3 separate regions of the Sus scrofa genome follow, and all the other regions are linked to region 1. Evidence: chromatin contacts called from public Hi-C and HiChIP or PLAC-seq data. All regions are on one chromosome and are shown on one strand. The core of a region is the stretch at or near the end of the contact, and the rest is flanking DNA. Distances in the headings are between cores, read along the strand shown. Region 1 overlaps COLEC12 (collectin-12). Region 2 overlaps COLEC12 (collectin-12). Region 3 overlaps COLEC12 (collectin-12).

The links. Hi-C and Micro-C count contacts between places; a contact is called where the count stands out from the background. HiChIP or PLAC-seq counts read pairs in DNA pulled down with a chosen protein or histone mark.
Region 2: a contact with region 1 is called in an H3K27ac HiChIP or PLAC-seq map of skeletal muscle, with 2.8 times the contacts expected there. The contact joins two enhancer-like sites. A contact is called at or near these places in 2 of 47 Hi-C or Micro-C datasets (embryonic fibroblasts and heart right ventricle) and 2 of 2 datasets of contacts at active chromatin or transcription factors (alveolar macrophages and skeletal muscle).
Region 3: a contact with region 1 is called in a Hi-C map of skeletal muscle, with 4 times the contacts expected there. The contact joins two enhancer-like sites. A contact is called at or near these places in 3 of 47 Hi-C or Micro-C datasets (embryonic fibroblasts, epiblast stem cells and skeletal muscle) and 2 of 2 datasets of contacts at active chromatin or transcription factors (alveolar macrophages and skeletal muscle).

Annotation. Positions count from the first base shown.
Region 1 is chr6:105,852,834-105,857,338 of Sscrofa11.1, reverse strand. The region is part of intron 2 of COLEC12 (collectin-12); the gene reads right to left. Among named protein-coding and RNA genes, the nearest start is that of COLEC12, 47 kb to the right of the region's middle. Within about 2 kb of position 1,663, at least 35 of the 83 cell types and tissues checked have an H3K27ac peak or open chromatin away from gene starts, as enhancers often do. A contact at or near this core is called in skeletal muscle, where this site is marked.
Region 2 is chr6:105,939,167-105,943,534 of Sscrofa11.1, reverse strand. The region is part of intron 2 of COLEC12 (collectin-12); the gene reads right to left. Among named protein-coding and RNA genes, the nearest start is that of THOC1, 98 kb to the left of the region's middle. Within about 2 kb of position 2,409, at least 18 of the 83 cell types and tissues checked have an H3K27ac peak or open chromatin away from gene starts, as enhancers often do. A contact at or near this core is called in skeletal muscle, where this site is marked.
Region 3 is chr6:105,962,149-105,966,242 of Sscrofa11.1, reverse strand. The region is part of intron 3 of COLEC12 (collectin-12); the gene reads right to left. Among named protein-coding and RNA genes, the nearest start is that of THOC1, 75 kb to the left of the region's middle. Within about 2 kb of position 2,667, at least 5 of the 83 cell types and tissues checked have an H3K27ac peak or open chromatin away from gene starts, as enhancers often do. A contact at or near this core is called in skeletal muscle, where this site is marked.

The DNA.
Region 1 (4,505 bases), core at 414-2,913:
AGATCCCAGATGTCCTGATCTTACTGATGCCCAAGCACCCCCTCCCCCACCAGCAGAGTCACCTTTTGTGATCACAGACCACACATTACTGTTCAGACCCGTGCTTGTAAGCCAGCAGAAATCACTGCTTCCCATTCCGTGATGATGTGGGAGCTCAGCAGGAAAGCCCCACTGGAAGATAAATAGAAATGAACAGCACAGGGATGGGATAACATAAAAATAGCAGTTTAAGTGACACAATACTTAAGTGTATCAGGCACACCCAAGCAGGGTGTGAAATCAGACTTGTGCGTCAGCCCTCAGGTGGGATTACAGAACTTGTGGCTGAAGCCTGATTGGTTTAAGAGGGTCTTGCAATCCATTATATGGAGCATTTTTCTACTTTTCTGAATTGAACACAGCCACAGGTTTGAGCAACATCACCTGACTCCCACATCTGGCCCATCTCATAGAGGTGGGTGGTTCAGCATGAACATCTGGCAGGCGATCTGGACACACTCAGCCGGAATTCTCAGTGCAGAACTACGAGGCTGGCATGATGCTTCGCTGACTTCCATCTGGCACACGGCTGAGATCTCCAACCTTCCTGCAAAACTCAAACCCCTCGCTGCTCAGAAAGCACTGGGGGTTTGGACCAACTGTGTTCCGTGAGCAGCTTGCGCACCAAGCCAGGCCCACAGAGCTGAATCATTTTGCACAGGATGAGAAAAGTAGCCCAGAAACCTCCTCTGGAGAAACACTCAGGGTTGGCAGGGCTCCCCTCAGGGCCAGAACCAGTAGAACGACTTCTAAGTTACTGATGAGCTGTTCCCCACGCTTCCCTGGAGCCTTCCCACACTCAAGGCTCAAGAAGGTCACAAACCCACTTTGGGTTCGATGCCCTCACAGCTTACTGGAAACCCACTGGCAGCTGATGGAGTTGTTTGGAGAATAAACTACGTAATTTTCAAGATTTCCAAGAGGCACATTTTCGCTTCCGACAAAGAGGAGCTTCTGACTGGGCTGTGGGCAGCGGTCACCCCTCGCAACTCACTATTTTGATTCTGGAAGGATCGCACATGAGGATCAAAGGCTGTTGGGACGGCGAGATCAGCTTTCCAGCCAGAAAGTAAAAATACACCAGAGGTGGTAAGCAAGAGCTCTGCCTGCGTAATGCACAACGCCCTGTGGCGTTTCCCGGGGAGAGCCTGGAAAGGCCTTTGGGGGCTTAAATATTTCACTGCTTTTTGGTGGCCTTCACGGGCATTTTGTCAGGATGGCGGCTTGCTGGGGTCCCCTGCGCGCGCTCTCTTGGCAAGGATCAAGTCCCAGGGAGGTGACAGCTCGTCCTCTTAATGAGCCTTAATTAGATTATATTTAACAGCAGGGACTGCTCAGCGAGGCCCGCTGATCCACAGACAAGGAGAGGCTTACCCTTTAAATTACTAGGCCTGCCTGGGATTAGGGGGGCTAGTGGTGGAAATGCGCAGAGCCCCGTAAGCCAACAGTCCTTGGCCTGCTGACACAGCTGCGCCCGCGTACCCAGTCCCTAGCGCGCCGAAGGATATTCAGTTACAGGGAAGAAATCATAACAAAGACAGGAAACAGATCAGCACACTCTGGATTTAACACCCTCCCTGGGGAACTCGGCTGATTTTTCTAGGCTGCAGATGTTTTTAACCCTGCCTTGAAAGATGTCCATGTCACATGCTCAGGCTGATGGAGTCAAGCACGGTCCTTAAGCAACGCACACTTATTTAGAGAGCGTGGACCGAGTTATGCGGATGAGAGTTCCTCATCTCTGAAATGAAGGAGAGGGGGGGAACTGTTCGCATCGGCGGTAGAATCCTTTGGTGGAGTTTGTTTGATGGACACCCGCCAAGTCCAGGCTTTATTTACTTAACATAAGGTGCAAATGAAGCCAACTAAACCCGTCTATGAGGATCTAGTTCCTACAGTTGCAGCGTTTCTCAGCTGTTTCCCCCTTTCTGCTCTTCTCAGCACTCCACCCGGGGCGGGGAGGACGGGCCGGGTGGGGGGAGGTAGTGGAAGGAAAACAAGCCTTCTTCATTCAGCATCTGGAAACATCCCTGCCAACAAAAATGGGATCCTTGACCATTTTGAGTGTATGATTAAGGGGATGGCCTGTCTTACTGGCAGGATATGCATCGTTTTTCAAAAGTTACAGTAAGTTTGCAGGATTGGACATTTATCTTTTAAAATTCTTCTGAGTTACATAAACATGTCACAGGCGGCCTAAAGAAATGGCTGACCAGAGGCACTGCCTCTTCCTTGTGGCAAAAGGAATGGGCTGGATCCCACCAGTAAAGCACCCAGACCAGAGGACTATGAATGTGAAATAACCCTCAAGCCCAAAGCTGGAAAAAGAGAACAATGTTCAGCTCACTTATGATCTTTGGGAAAGGTTCGTAGGCAATTATTTTTCTGTTCTAAGTTTTCTTATTTGTAAAATTTTTAAGAATGCTGTCAACACACTCTGTCAAGACAAGACCAAACACTCTAGTACTAATTTCCTAAATGATCCTTGAAACATCCCGCTGAGGAGGTATTTTTATTTCTCCTGTTAAGGAAGCAATGATCATGTCAACTGCTACTGAATTAAGCCTCGTGTTTGAGCAGACATAGATCTCTGGTAATTTAGGGCAATTCTCCTTTCTCCTTGCAACCTTCTCCAAACAACTGAGAAGCCGTGAGGGTGGGCTGGGGAGGGGGAGAGGAGGAGAGGCTGCCTGCACTATCCAGGCCGGCCCTATGCTCTCCCTACAGGCACCAGTGAACCGTGGTCCTGACCACACAGCCCACCTTTCCAAAGGCAGGTCTCGGCTTCTGCGTAAAAGTGGCAGGTCAGGACCTAGGAGCTGATGATGACCTACGAGTGGCCTGGGCCATGCTAGCCAAGTTCCACCTGTTAAAAAGCCCCTCCTTGGAGTTCCCATCTTGGCTCAGCGGAAACAAATCTGACTAGCATCCATGAGGACGCAGGTTCCACCCCTGGCCTCGCTCAGTGGGTTAAGGATCCTGAGTTGCTGTGAGCTGTGGTGTAGGTCGCAGGCTCGGCTTAGATCCCGAGCTGCTGTGGGATCTAAAAAAAAAAAAAAGGCCCCTCCTTATTTCTGGGCTTCTTCCATCTAAATTTCCAACTAGCAGAATTTATGATCCCATGTGCGCACTACTATATATAAAATAGATAGGTGACAAGGACCCACTGCAGAGCACAGGTTAATCTACTCAATACTATGTAATAACTTATACGGGAAAAGAATCAGAAAAAGAATGAATAAATTTATATTCATAACTGAGTCACTTTGCTGCACACCTGAAACTAATACAACTTCCTAAGTCAACCATACTCCAATAAAATTTATTTAAAAAAAAAGAATTTATGATCCCAGATTCTTACCCCATACAACCACATCCCAAGATTTCTCTTTCCTGGGTGAAGTCTTTTCTCCCAGCTTCCTCTCTGCTCCACCCCGGTCCTTGATGGACCTCTCACCCCACATGCTGGGTACTCAGAGTTCTCCCTCGCCATCAGATTGGCTGGTGGACTCCGAGAGGAGCTTGGACCAATTTGGGATAGGATGGCTCTTAGGTGTGGGTGGAGAAATCCCTCTAAGATGTGAAGGTGCTAACAAAACTGCCTCTGTCCCGTCCATCTGCCCTAAGTCTCAAAAGTCAGGTGTTGTGTGTTTTTTGGGGGGGCTAAGCTGTGCCCTAATCACAAAAGTCTACTTTTTGTTGTTGTCGTTGTCTTTTTAGGGCTGCATCCACAGCCTATGGAATTTCCACGGCCAGGGGTTGAAGCAGAGATGCACATGCCGGCCTGTACCACAGCTGCAGCAATGCCGGATCGAAGCTGCATCTTCGACCTACACCACAGCTCACAGCAAGGCAGGATCCTTAACCCACTGAGTGAGGCCAGGGATCAAACCTCGTCCTCATGGATGCTAGTCAGGTTCATTACCGCTGAGCCACGATGAGACCTCTGACAAAAGTCTACAAATGAACAATCCACGGAAAAGTAAGAACACACACAGTGCCCGGCATGCATGTGCTGAATGAGTTTATGAGAGAAACTGTAAATCAAACAGCATTTCTCATGGGGAGAGCTCACAGGGGTGATGGGCCAGAAGACTGGAAGAGGTGGATGGGGGCCCAGTATGTAAACCCGAGTGGAGAAATGAGGCCCATTGAAGATAGTTCCATCTGCCTGAAACTCTGCTAAGGCCACATCCTTATCAGGAGACCCCAGACCAGCTTTCTCTGCACATGCAGGGCAGTGAGTATTGTGTGTGTGTCAGATGGCTTCTGTTTCCTCCTTTCTCTCCTTCGGGAAGCTTCACGGTGGACAGAAGTGAAGCCAGAGGCAGGATGGTTTCCTAACTCTCCCATGCCTCTCAGGTATAAGGTAGCAGAGTACAGCAGGAAAAAGGATGCTGAGGACCTTCTTAGAGGAGGTTGTTGCCATAATATTGGCCCCAAAATCAACCTGGAAATCCTACAAA
Region 2 (4,368 bases), core at 1,160-3,659, 85 kb before region 1:
TTAAGTGAGGCCAGCAATCCAACCCACATTCTCATGGATACCAGTTGGGTTCTTAACCCACTGAGCCACAACAGGAATTCCCATCTCACATCTTCTAAGGGACCATAATTTCTCTATCTTGGGAACACTATAAGCAATACTTGTCAAATATGGCTATTACAGATTCTTAATCTTTAGCAACTAAGGTTCCCTTTAAATGTAAAATGTGTGCCTTTTCACATGTTCGCACATATTATCCAAGCTCGTGAATATGGTTTCGTGATGAAACCATTCGATGAACAAGCCAACACAAGAGCTATGACCTCTCCTTGGAAAAATGTGCACAGACATCCATGTAGACATGATTTCAGGAGATCCTTGGGCTTCAGGTGCCACCCACAGACTGGGGGCTCAGCACTGGTGATGCCCAACCTCTCAGAGAACATCTGAGGATAAGCCTTTCCCACAGAAATGCATAGGTGCTGGCAAGTCGTCTGTCACATGGCCACACTTCTATCGAATAGATGGAGGGGCAATTCCATCAACAAACATCTCTTCCCTTATCTTTCCTCCCTCCACCTTATCCTTCTCTTGATTGTGTGGCCCAGGCAATACTTATCTGTGAGTCTCTGGGCCCAATCACTAATTCAGCACAGAAACACACTGTGAATCAGGAGTATAGATCGCAGTTATCTACTTAGCCACTTAAGTAGCATCATCAAGATAACCCAGTGCAGGAACTCCCTGGTGGCAAAGTGGGTTAGGATACAGCATTGTCACTGCTGTGGCGTGGGTTCGATCCCTGGCCCAGAAACTTCCACATACCGAAGGTATAGCTCCCTGCCCACACCCCCCAGACAACTCAAGGTAGAGAGGCAACAAAGGACAGAATCATCCAGCAGAGGGGAGGAAGGTGGACACAGATACAAGGGAAGTTGGGGAAGGTTCATCTGTTGCTAAAAACCAACAAGTACAATGTTGACAGTGGAGAAAGAAATGAGAACTTAAATAGTCTCAAAAAGTTGGCAACTGTCTGCATGGGAACCAACAGCAGGAGCAGCAGCTGTAGTGAACGAATCAGAAATGTCCTTTCAATCTGGCCTCATCTCGATCATGTCCCTCCCCTGATCAAGTTCTTCTGGTAGCTTCTCACAGAGATAAAGAGCTGAGGCCTGCAAGGCCCTATACCACCCCTGCCCCCTAAACATTCCCTCTCCGACCTCATCTCCTCTGCACCTCTCTCCTGCCACTCCAGCCACATTGGCCTCCTCGGTGCCTCTTGAACACACCAGACACATGGCCACAGGGCCTTTGCACTTGCTGTTTCCTCTGCCTGCGACTCTGACTCTTGGATACCCTTAGAGCTCTTTGTCTCTCATTTTTTTTTTTCAGGTCTTTTCTCAAATACATCCTGTTAGAGAGGCTTTCCCTAATCAACTCTTTGAAAATTGCAACTCTCCCCATTCTTCTTCGTTTTGTTTTTCTCTAGAGCACTTATAACCATTTAACATACTATGTAATTTACTTATCTTTTGGCCTCCCTCAACAAGAACAAGAATTAAGTTTCATGCAAATAGAGCATTTATGACTTGTATTCACTACTGTACCCCTGACGGTTAGAATATGGCTAGCACATTACCCACCTCAAAGGATTTTAGGAAGATAAAATGAGTTAAGACACAGAGCACACCTGAAAAGCCCAGGACGTACAATAACAATTATGTAAATCTTTGCTATGGTTTTGATTCTTGTTTTAACTTCATGACAAACCTAATGAATAGCTACTCTTATAACACCCATTTTACAGATATAAGAGACTGAAGCTCAAAGTAACCTTGAGGTTGCTCATTAGTAGCTGGCAGAACTAGGATTCAAACAGATCTTAACTCTATGTTCTGCACACTCATTTCCCTCCATGGGATAGAAGAGAGGCCGAAATCCATTCATTCTGGAACAAGCTCAAAGCCCGAGAAGGTTCCAGCCCAAGGAGGTGGGTGAGAGGGAATCAAGTTTCCAGAATTCAGAGACATTTCTGCTGCATGGATCTGGAATGGCATGTGGCATTCTGTTTACTTCCTAACTTCCCCCAAAAATGTAACAGAGCCGGCCAATTAAAAAATGTTTTCATGACCCCAGAAAATCCGTGTATGGGAGACATTTACTTTAAACAGTCATTCCACCATAACAGGAAAAAGAGGTAGAGCAGAGGAGTTTATTATAACAGCTGCTTTCATACCCCAAACAAGGTTTGGCTGTTTTTGGCCGGGCGTACTCTAGGGGAGTTGGCAAGAAGCTGACAGACTGCGTGAGTTTCCTTTCAAAAGATCGTTTTGCTTCCTTAGAAAAACCCACGACTGGACTGTCTAGTGTGAACTGCAGATGTTTGTTCCTCCTTTGCTCTCTGTCCCCTGGGGCTTCCATCCTACCCAGGCCGGACACGGGCCCGAGGCTGTGGAGAAGAGAGTGCGGGCTTTGGAACGGCAAGAACTCGGGTGGAGCCCAGCATTTCGTTACTAGCTGCTTAACTCTGAGACCTGGCAGCCCAGTCCACAGGGCTGTTAGGAGGATGTTAGTGAGGCAAATGCCATGCCTAGCACATCACCAGGCACCACTGGCCGCTATCATTAGGATGCAGTTATTATTATGCTTTAAATGTCTATAGGCTCGAGTCCTGATATCCTCCAAGGGCTCTCCTAAGACACGGCTTTTACAAAATGCACACGACATGAATGAAGTGCAATGCCCCTCCGGGGGGGCTTTTTCAAAAGTGACTTAATCTGCACCCCCTTCCAATGAAACCTGCAAAGCAGGCAGGAAATGGAAGAAGGAGAGACGCTAGGGTCACCCTGCATGTGTCATTCCTCGCGGAGTCCAAAGAAGGAGGAAAGGAAGGGAGAGAAGGGGACCTGATAGTGGCCTGGAGGGTAGGGCTTTGCTGGGCTTGACACTGAAAATGTGACAGGGAGCGAAGGGTCACATTCTGGGCCCCTAGGACCAGGGCTACGCTGGGCTGTCTCCTGCAAGCACAGCAAGTGGCTGAAACTGCTTCAACACCCATGGCTTCCCAATAGCAAAAAGCAACGAGCACATGGCACACTCTGCACATGGGAGGCAGAGGGGTCTGATGCCCATCATTCCAGCCTGTGACCCAACTCCTAAAGAATCCACAGAAGTGAGAACCAGACCTTCCAGCAAACTAGAAGATCCCAGGTGATGAGCGTATGCCCTGGATCCTGCAGGTTTTCAGATGGTACAGAGGCCACCTCCCTTCAGCTATGCTTGCTCTGCAGCAGCCAAGCTTAAGACCACTGACAGTGCAGGGCTTTGTGGTACAAGGTGATGAGCTTCCCATGGCATTGGGGAGTTGTGGGTTGGGCTAGGTTTGGGATCCAGGCTTGAGGAGAGGGAATCCTCAGCCATTGGCAGCTTTAAAGACCTAGTTTTAATTTCTTCCTTTTTAGGGCCGCACCCACAGCATATGGAAGTTCCTAGGGTAGGTGTCAAATAGGAGCTACAGCTGCCGGCCTAAGCCACAGCCACAGCCACGCAGGATCTGAGCTACATCTGTGACCTACACCACAGCTCACGGCAATGCCAGATCCTCAACCCACTGAGTGAGACCAGGGATCAAATCTGCGTCCTTATGGATACTAGTCAGGTTCTTAAGCTGCTGTGTCACAATGGGAACTCCATAGTTTTGATTTCAAAAACCTTTAATCCTTCATTTCTTCAGAGCCTGCACTTGGAGCCCTTGCCTTGCAAAGAAAGAGGGGGAAGCTGGTGAGCAGAACCATGGACGTGGATTCAGAGGTACCATCAGCTGGCACAGCAAAGCCCTCACTCCTGGGCTCCGGCCTGGCAGGGAGTGGGGGTGGGGAATGTGGGTGGGGCCTATACCCCTTCCCCAGTGAGAGGGATGTGGTATAATACAGACCTTAAAACACCCCACATCCCAAATACCAGCACGGCCAAAGGAGAATCTGTAATGGCCAAAGATCATCTGCAGCCCAACATCATATCCAGGGGTGATATTCCACATCTTTAATAAATGCCCTGCAGGGCACTGATGACCAGCAGGGATGCCCTGTGGTGCTCCCAGCTGAATAGCTGCTCTGCCCGCCCCAACAGAGATGTTTTAAAAACATTACGGCAACTCCTCGGAGTGGAATATCCCAGCAGAGCCAACACACTTTCCACTGTTGACTGGGAGCGTGGGCTGCCTGGCGCTCTTCCTGGAGAGCACCCTCCTCCACAGCAGCCTGGCCACACAAAGCTGATGGGATGTCAGAAGATGGATTCCCTGCCCCAGCTGGGAATTAAAAACTGTCACAAAAGCAGACAGACGGCTGGCTATTTTAAGTCGCTCCTCTGGTTAGGGAAAGCAGCCAT
Region 3 (4,094 bases), core at 1,418-3,917, 110 kb before region 1:
AATAAAATGTCTAATAAGGGCATATCTCTCCAGAAGTTTCTCCTGGGAGATCCAACCTCTGGCAGCTTGGGATGAGGTCTGACCACCTCAACATCTTTTTAAAAACAATGGCTCATTTTCATAAGCGTGAATATGCTTTGTACATCACCTGTGAGCCAGTGGGCCCAATCTATTTTATTCACCAAGTGATCCACCCACTCGGGACTGTGTGAGAAGATTCTCCCGGCTCCCACCAGGAAGCAGGAGAACATTCCCACGCATCTATGGTAACTAAAGCAAACTAGCTCCGCAGCTCCTGGCACCTTCCCGGGAAAGGCTCAAGTTCTGGCAGTCTGGCCATAATGAAATCTGGACCTTGCACCAAATGCTCTTTCTCCCCCCAAGACTTCCCAGGTGTGGTGCTTCCCACCTAGAATGTTCTTCCCTGGCTTCCTCCTCAAGCTAAGGCCCCTTGCTCTTCAAGGCTCAGCTGGTCACATCCTGTGAGAAATCTCTGCATCATGCAGGCACCTCTCTCTTCCTGGTATAGGACTCACGTCACTGTGCTGTCATGGCTCCGCTATACTGAGACCCTTAAAGGCAGGAAATTTTGTGTTGGTTTTATCTCCAGCTCTCAGCTTAGCATGTGGCACGTAGTAGGTATTCAGCACATAGTTATTCATTATGCCATTTGTTTAAATTAATGAAAATTTGCCTGCTGGCTGCCGAGGCTTGTGGGAAAAAATTGGCTGAGCTAGAGGTTATGCAAACAAACATACAAACCAGCCAACCCAGGGAGGCCGCAGCGCTGGCAGTGAGAATAGCATTTAGTTGAATAATTATCGTTTTTTTAAAAAATGACTATAGAGACACAGAGATATAGTTATAATAATCTGCACCTGAGGGTCATCTGAAAGGCATGCATATTCCTAAGTCCCTGGAAACACCAAGGAACAGAATATCTCATCTGCATTTTAGCAAAGCTGCACTTAAAAAAATAATATGGGATGTTTACAAGTATAGGTTCAGTTTTTGATCCTCAAATCAAAACACATGCCTCCGTCTGTCCTCAAACCACACACAGGACCTTAAGTCCTGCCCTTTTTTCCTGGAAACCAAAGAAACCTCTGAATATGCTGACAGGCAGTCATTTTCTACCCTCTCTAATTTTTCTTCCATTTTACTTTTTAAAAACACAGAACTGTCACAGATAGATCATTCAGGTTTGCATAGAGTAAAAGGAATAAATACATTCATTAAAAAAACTGTTGTTTCTCTTTGATGCTAGGAAACTCTTTGCCCCACCCACAAATGCCAGTGAACTAGTAACTTGCACTGGGGTGTGAGTGTCAGTGTATAAAAATAGGATCTGGGTATATTCAGGCTAGCAAAGCTGGCAGCTGGCTACTGCGTAAAAACACCAGACTGATGGAGAGCCAGAAGTAACACTTGCCATAATAGCATGTAGCATTTTTGGGTTTTTGTTTTGTTTTGTTTTTCCTCTTAACTCATTAGCACAAATTTTCAGTCAGGAAAATAGTGGCAAAGCCATCTTCTCTGACCCTAGAAACTCCCTGTCTTTGGAGGAGACCTCAGTTTACAGACTTGTTCTCCTATGAGGAAAACAAGCATGTGACATAGAAGGGTCATTAGCAGTCTTTTGTCACAAGCTCCCCATTCTTGTAAAGTGTTCCTTGACAGATTTTTTTCCTTCAAAACATCGATGTTTTAGGTGTTATAGCTGGAGTGTTGCTCCTCACCCCACTTCAAGTACCTGAAGCCCACTTCTCTAGGATAATCTGACAATAATACCTTTTCTATAAAAACACTTTGGTATCATCCCCTGGCCTGGGCCACTAACCTCTTCTTTCTTCTTCTTGATTCCACCCATCCTTTCAAGTCTACTCCAAATCTCACTGGCCCATCATGCCAAGCCTTCTCTCATGAGCTGACTCCACACCAATAGGGCTTTTAATCAGAATGGCAAAAAACAAAAACAACAACAAAAACTTCTATTGATTGAATGCCTACTCTTTGCAAGGTGCAGCACATCCTCACTGCAGTTAATCCTTACAACTTTTATTTTACAGATGAAAAAAAAAACTGAGGCTCAGAGATGTTCAGTAACCTTCCCACAGTCACACAGCTTCTAAGTGACTAAGTGGGATACCAGGTCAGGAGAGAGATCTCACTCTAAAACCTACTTGTTTTATAATTCCACATGGCCTCTCATCAAGTATTTTTTTCCTAAATATGATTTCTTTCAAGAAAAGTCCCTTGGGGGGAAGGATTATATCTTCTTTATCTTCCCTTTACAGTCACCATCCTCAGATGTTTACCAATTATCTGTCATGTTTGTGGCCCAGGGCTTGACACAAAGGATACAAGAGACACAGCTCACAGCCCAGGCCCTGGGGACAGGGAACGAGAGCAGAACTCCTGCCTGGTGCTCACGAGGGTCTGTACCAGTCTGATTGTGGGAAACAAACCTCCCTCATTGGTATTTGGGACTTCCTGGTAATATCAGTTACGCTCCCTTAGAATGCAATAAAGACATTTCTACCTTGAACACTATTTCAGGTTTCCTTACAAAAATACAGAAGATCTGGTTATAGGGTGTTATCCTGGATTCTCACAACAGTGACTGTGCTCTGATGCACATCTGAAAGCCTACTTGCCCAGCTGTAATGGCCACTTTGGCAGAGCTAAGCAGCAAGGCAGACACCTATGACTAGGACTGTTGCCTCAGAGGAGGTTCCGAATGAGAAAGAGTCAGATGTCTGTCTTTCTTCTTTATCCTAATTACCTTAAGGTGGATGCCTGCTGGGCAGGACCACAGAGTAGGATTTTCCTGTTCAGGGAATGTTCTGGGGGAAAAATGACCCACTGAATTCAGGAGGTGGCTTCTACCATGGAAGCTCCATTGCCTTCTAATGAAAAGCACAGTGCAGAGGGTGCACCAAGCTGTAACTGTCCAAGAATGTGCTTTCTGTCAAGGGGCTGGCATGCCTCACGGTCACAGCCAGTGTCCTGACTGGTTTGGGTGACTCAGCAATCCTCCGACTTGTTCAGCAAATTCTCTGCAAGGAACTTAAGTTATATACTAACTTGTAGTTGCATAAGTGACATGAAAGGAGAAGTAAAGGACAGTTTTGAGGAAAACGCCATTGAGTTTAACTTTGATGAATAAAGGAGTTTCTATTTTATTTCCTTCCAACTTCTCCTTCAGAGAAACCTCTTCTTCCACTGAATATTTTCCTTCCTTCCTGTCTTTCTCTCTTGCTTTCTTTCCCTCCCTCCCTTCCTTCCTTTCTTTTTTAAAGTGGAGAGAGTTTCTCCAGACTTCAAAAGGAGATGTGTGAAGGGAGAACTTATCTTTCTACCTCTTACCATGCTGGGTCACCAGAATCTTATCAGCAAGAAAGAGGAATCATCATTCAAGTAAAGAGAAAACACATCTGGAAAATGTCAACATTTTAGTTCATTAAGGCTGTGTTTGAAGACCAAAATTGCATGTTGTATTATCTTATTTTTGTCAGTAGAGGCCTGAGGAATGGGAATCTTGAAGGAGAGAAAAAGGGGCAAGAATATCATCTTGTCTCCAACTTGTCTCACTCTCTCAATCTCTTCCCCCCTCAACCTCCTCCCCCTTCATCCTAGTGAGATGAAGAGGAAGCCAAGTGATCTTCAGAATTTTAGCTCCTAGGCAGTGTTCTGAGTTGCAGCAATTGGCTTAGAGGTCCTTGGGCTTCAGTTTATTGCTTTTACAGAAGTCAGCCCTAATCTACAATTCACCATCCATCCATCCATCCATCCATCCATCTTTCTTCTCATTAATTTATTCAGTAAACTTTATTGGGTACCTATTAAGGACCATCAGGCAGGGTGCTAGTGGGAGATACAAATAAAAAAGATAGTCTATGGTCTTTGTGGAGCTTTGGGTTTGGGTTGTGAAAGAGACCCACTGGCCATAATGATACAGTGTGATAGGGGCTAAGAGCAAAAAAGGATGCCACAGGGACCAGCAGGAGGGCACCTAACTCAGCTTTCAGAGGCTTCTTGCAGGACCTATGTCTAAGCAAGACAGAAAGGGAGAAAAATTCACAAAGAGAAAG